Regions from separate parts of the Macaca mulatta genome. Here region 2 is linked to region 1. Evidence: chromatin contacts called from public Hi-C data. All regions are on one chromosome and are shown on one strand. Each heading gives the region's core, a stretch centred on a gene start, on an enhancer-like site or on the middle of the called end of the contact. The rest is flanking DNA. Distances are from core to core; before and after follow the strand shown.

What was found. A called contact is a pair of places that touch in the nucleus more often than the background predicts.
Region 2: a Hi-C map of sperm shows a contact between it and region 1, with 4 times the contacts expected there. The contact joins two enhancer-like sites. A contact is called at or near these places in 8 of 14 Hi-C or Micro-C datasets (blood, cortical neurons, fetal cortex germinal zone and 4 more).

The regions. Positions count from the first base shown.
Region 1 is chr15:118,073,503-118,076,369 of T2T-MMU8v2.0, forward strand. It overlaps the pseudogene LOC144334789. Among named protein-coding and RNA genes, the nearest start is that of DAPK1, 170 kb to the right of the region's middle. Within about 2 kb of position 1,524, at least 4 of the 40 cell types and tissues checked have an H3K27ac peak or open chromatin away from gene starts, as enhancers often do.
Region 2 is chr15:118,399,959-118,402,825 of T2T-MMU8v2.0, forward strand. DAPK1 (death associated protein kinase 1) reads left to right here. Exons shown (of 26, transcript NM_001257788.1): 18 at 1,263-1,361. Among named protein-coding and RNA genes, the nearest start is that of CTSL, 68 kb to the right of the region's middle. Within about 2 kb of position 1,518, at least 5 of the 40 cell types and tissues checked have an H3K27ac peak or open chromatin away from gene starts, as enhancers often do.

The sequences.
Region 1 (2,867 bases), core at 274-2,773:
CTTCAGCCTGAGTGACAAAGCAAAACTCCATCACACACACACAAAAAAAAGCAACTGGAAAACCTGTGTATTGCTGGTGGAAATGCAAAATGGCACAGACTTTTTCGGAAAGCTTTCTCTTATTAAGTTAAATATTCACTTATGACCCAGAAATCCCACTCCTAGGTATTCACCCAAGGTCGTGAAAACACATATGTCCACACAAATACCTGCAGACAAATATTTACAGCAGTTTTATTAATAATAATCAAAAACTGGAAATAATACAACTATTCATCCACTGGTAAATGCAGAAACAAACTATTATACATTCATGCAATGGAATGCTCCTCGGCCATAAACAAACACATTGCTAACATGTGCAACAACATGAATGAATCTCATGCTAAGTGAAAGAAGGCCACTCAAAAGTCTATGTCCTGTAGGATTCTACTCATGTGACAGTCTCCAAAAAGCAAACCTCCAGGGAAGGAGAATGGATCAGTGGTTGCCAGAGGCTAGGTACAGGAAAAGGCACAATGACCCCTTGGGATGATGAGAATGTCTATGACTTGATTATGGGGGTGGTTACATGAGCGTATGTGTTTTCCAAAATTCACAGAACTATGTACCTAAAAAGGGTATTATTTTTTCACCATGTTAGTTATACCTCCACAATTCTGACATGAAAAGAAAAAAGAAAGAAGCAAGGAAGGAAGGAATAAAGGACTGGCTGGGTATGGCAGCTGGCACGTGTAATCCCAGCACTTTGGGAAGTCAAAGTAGGAGGATCACTTGAGCCCAGGAGATAAAGACCAGCCTGGACAACATAGTGACATCCTGACTCTACAAAGAATAGAAAAAATTAACCAGGTATGGTAGTGTGTGCCTATAGTCCCAGCTACCTGGGGGGCTGGAAAAGAGAATCGCTTGAGCCCGGGAGACACAGGCTGCAGTGAGCCATGATTGCACCACTGCACTCCAGCCTGGGGATGGAGCAAGATCCTGTCTCAAGAAGAGGAAGAAGAAGTAGCAGAAGGAGGAGGAGGAGGAGGAAGAGGAGGAGGGAGGAGGAGGAGAAGGAGGAGGAGGAGGAGGAAGAGGAGAGGAAGAAGAAGAAGAAGAAAAAGAAGAAGAAGGAGGAGGAGGAGGAGGGGGAGGAGGGAGAAGGAGAAGAAGAAGGATGAGAAGGAGGAGGAGGGACTAACAAAAGACTCCAAGAAGAAGGAGGAGGAGGAGAAGGAGGGACTAACAACAGACTCAGTGTAGTCCAATGGTTAAGAGTGTGGGGCTAGGGGTAGGCTTCCTGGGTTCAAATAGAGCTCGACCACTGTGGGACCTGAGGTACGTTATGAAGCCTCTGTGCCTCAATTTCCTCATATGACATAACACTTATTACTTCAGAGCCGTCGCGAGGATTAATGTTTTTAAAGCACTTAGAATAGTATCTGGCATACAGTAGGTTCTCAGTAAGTATCTATAGCATGAATAATATTATAGACCATAATGCAACCCACGCCATCAGAAAATTATGTTAGCTTTAGAGGAGGCAGAATCAGGGCTGGCTGAGTCATCTGCCCTGAGGCTGGTGCCTACTAATCCAAGCCAGCAACAGTCATCAGATTCACATCTGTTTTAACCTCCTGATTCTGAATATTCAGCTAAATCCCTAGTAGATTCATAATGCTCCAAACCAACCCCTAAACTAGGGTCTCCACTAGCACCAAACTTGTCTAGTCCGAAGACCAGATTCCCATAAATTCCTGTGTGTAGAATTTACAGTGTGAGTAGCTTCAGCCACAAAAGCTCAACTGACCAGAAGCAGTTTCCCCGCAAATCCACCACATTCCTTCTATCCCACTTGGACGTGGGGACCTTCACAATGGCAGGAAGAGAACCCCGGCAGACTCTGCTGGACGCACCCCAGAGATAGGTGGTGAGAGTGAGACTCAGAAACAGAGAGGGAAGGGGAGTGAGGCAGGGGCCACCTGCAGAGGGTGCTCCCGTGGCTGGACCTAGTGATATCACCCTTCAAGAAGTCATGCAAACTGCACTACAGGACAGTTAGTCCAAGGGTGCAAAGGGGAAGAATTTATCCACTGGCTCCTATGTCCCAGGGTTAAATGTTTGCCCCATGTGGTGCTGCCTGCCCCATGCTTCGTGGCTGTGCATGCATGGACACTGAGCATGGTCTGTAGTGTTTCATACCTCATCCCAGGCCAAAGCAAGAGGCAGGCATCACAGAAGGGGGTGGGGTAGATCAGGGAACACTAAGGGAAAGTCACTTGGAGCGCTCACAGAGCCGGTTGCCACTGTAATAACTCGAAAAGTAGGTCGGGCCAAGAGGCTATGAATTGTGCCTAAGCAGTATCTGAGTCTCCACAACCCAGTAGTTCCACTCCCTGGTAGATCCTGGAAAAGAAAAATCTCACACATTTTCACAAGGAGACAGGTACTAGAATTCTGTTGTCACGTTGTTATGTAATAGCAAAGAAGAAGGAAGGGGAGGAGAAGGGGACCACCTAAACGATCTAAATGTCCATCCTTGAGAGAATGCATGACTAATCCGTAATGAAAAAAGCAAATGAAACATTATGTAACAATAAAAATGAGTTAGAGCTGCAGGTATCAACATGCAAAATCTTACCAACAATGTAAGAATCTTACCAACAAGTAAAGAATTAAAATTACTAATTCTAATACTAAAGGATTAACCCTGGACATAAGGCCAAAATATAAAAACAAATTGTATTTCCTATAATAGCATTAAATGATTAAAAATGCAGTTTTTCAGGCTGGGCACGGTGGCTCACACCTGTAATCCCAGCACTTTGGAAGGCCAAGGCAGGCAGATCACCTGAGGTCAGGAGTTCGAGACCAGGCTGGCC
Region 2 (2,867 bases), core at 268-2,767, 330 kb after region 1:
GGTGTTCCCAGTCTACTGTTAGATGGACAAAGCAAGGGACAGAGTGGAAGGTGGGCTATGACCACATCTCGGCTGTTTAAATTATTTCTCTCCTGTTGAGGATTCATAGATACGAGCTTGGGAGGAAATGGACCAAATTGTTAAAACAGGGACAGCTCTGAGCCAGGGAGCTTGAGAGTAAAGGGGGGAGTGGAGAAGGGAGATTTTTATTTTGTATTATATGTTTCTGTAGGTTGCTTGGAGTTTTAAAAAGAGCATGTGTTACCTGTATAACAAAAACTGATATTTAAAAATACATAGCATAAAAAAGACATTCCCAAACTTTCTCAGTTCACAACATCCTCAGGGTTTCAGTAATTATTTTTTCATGGTTCCCCTAGATCAAAAGAAATCCCTAACACTTCTGTTCATTCCAAACAACTTAGTAACCACTTATGTCCTAACAGCTTAGCAGCAGCTGAGAAAGATAATACATATAAACAGAAAGAAAACTAATATTTTCTTTTCCTTCTTCCACGACCACATTACGTACAATGTGATGAGTGTACTGCACTTTTGAAACCTTGGACTCAGAGTGGATATGGCCTCATATCCTGTCCACAGTGATTTCCTCAAGACTCTTGATTCCTCCCAGGGCAGCCACCAACCCCCTGCTGTGAGAGACATGGTGTCATGGAAGGCAGGGTGGTGCAGTCTAATGATGACACTCTGCACCACTTCAAGCGAGTAGTTCACCTGGTCTCAGAACCAGTTTTCTTATCAAAAACTTTAGATATTCCTGGGCACCCCTATGAATTCAGTGCAGTTCCCTGGGCTACCTTGGCACACAGTTTGGGAACCACAGGCACAAACAGGGCTTATGGGCTTGTCCTGGGATTTTCACTAATTAGGATGTCTTCAATATCTGTCTTCCGTGTATCTTCTTCCCTGGCTGTGTCTACATTTGATCTATGGTGCAGATCTTGCTGGAACTCTGGGCCTTGAGCCCTTGGCTCCTGCCTCCTTCAGGCCAGCACAGCAGGAAACTTACTTCAGTTATCTTTGAAGTTGTATTTTGAAGCTCCTCTTTTAACTGCAGAGCACTTGGAAAGGTTCTGCCTGGCTGGCCTGCCCCAGTGGAGAGCAAGTTTCAGGAGAAGGGAGATGGCTCTTTCCTTCTTTCTGGTGGGCCCTAACCCCTTCCTTAACCTTGTGTCTCGGGAATGTCATCCTCAGCAACTGCATGAGAAGAACGACCTTTGACCTTTTTTCTCTCTTCCCAGTACGGACGAACGCCTCTGCACCTCGCGGCCAACAACGGGATCCTGGACGTGGTCCGGTACCTCTGTCTGATGGGAGCCAGCGTGGAGGCGCTGACCACAGTGAGTGCTCACAGGGCTTCGTGCAGGAGGGAGCTGCTGGGAGCCTCTGGCGCCTCCAGGGCAGGAGGGACAGGGCTTGCATGGCAACTCTGCATTCTAAAGCAGCCAGGCTGCTGTTCACTCCTCCGCCGCAGTAACACAGACATTCGCCCACACACGCCCAACCTAATGTCTCCTTAATGTTCCTCTTCTCATCTCACCACACCCTGCGCTGCCAGGGATTCCGCTGCTTCCCTCTGCTCTTTTTGTTTTCCAAGTCACACACCAGGGCCCCTGCATTGTGGGATGTATGTACTTCCCCTTCCTAAATGCTCCTCTGCCCCAGGGCACTGGACCCCCTGCCCTTTAGAAGGAGCTGGGGGAGGAAGAATCCTCAGTGAGTATTGGGTGCAGTCTCCATATTTGCCCAAGACCAGACTGCCGGGTGCCATAAGCAGGAGTTGCGTAAAGAGTCAGGCTTTGCTTTAGGCCTGTGGAGTATTTTAAGTGAGATTTCTTCAGTTCCCTCACTCCCTGCTCCCGATGCCAGACCTAGCACCTCCCTGCTGAGGAAACCGTTTGATTCACATTTCATGAAATACTCAAGAAGGAAAATGCATCAGCTAATGAGGTATGGTTGCAATGTTACGGCTGCAGTGAAATACTACCATTCGGGTACTTGCCGGCCTGAGAGTAGGTTGACCATCCAGCCTGTGTGGGAGAGTCCTGGGCCCACAGATTAGAGCTTTGCTGACAGAGGGTGATTCTCTGAGGAGACCAAGTGGTGCTTTAATGTGTCAGCCCAGCTCAGGCCCCGAGGCTGGAAGAGAGCCTCATTTCCTGGAGATCATCCAGAGGTTAGCAAACCGTGGCCCACAGGCCATATCCCACTGCTGGTTTTTGTAAATGAAGTCTTACTGGGACACAGCCATGCCTAAGGTGTGTATTGGCCTTGGCAGCTTCCATGCCAGGTGTCAGAGCTGAGCAGCTGTGACAGAGACCATATGTGCCACGGAGCCCAAACACCTCCTCCCCTGGCCCTTGACGGAAAGTGTTTGCTGACCGCTGGGGCTAGGATGTCGCCTCCCTGAATGCACTCATGTTATCGGGATGTCATTCCCTCCCCAAAAGTAATAGGTCTGATTTGTGCAGTCGGGGGGCGCCCAGCTCTGTGCTTTCTCTGCAGGCTCAGTTATTACCAAGTACTCCGCAAGGGGTGAGGCCCGTTTCTAGGGCACCTGGTCACCCACCGCAAATGCACACACCATACCCACTTCACCCTGCTGTGCCTGACTTGTTAGATCTCGTGGGCCATTGTCAAGCCTGCCCAGCCATGCTTGGGCACAGGTTCCAGTTACTCCCTAATAGAGCATTTATATGCATTTTCAAGACGAATAAATATTTCTGTCCTGTGTGTGGCCTCATGAAAGACCCAGCCAGACCATGACTGAAGATGCCAGCAGCTGATGCTGTTGCATCTACCGCAGTGCAGGCTGGGGCTGCTGAAACGTGCGGCCCCCTCTGTGG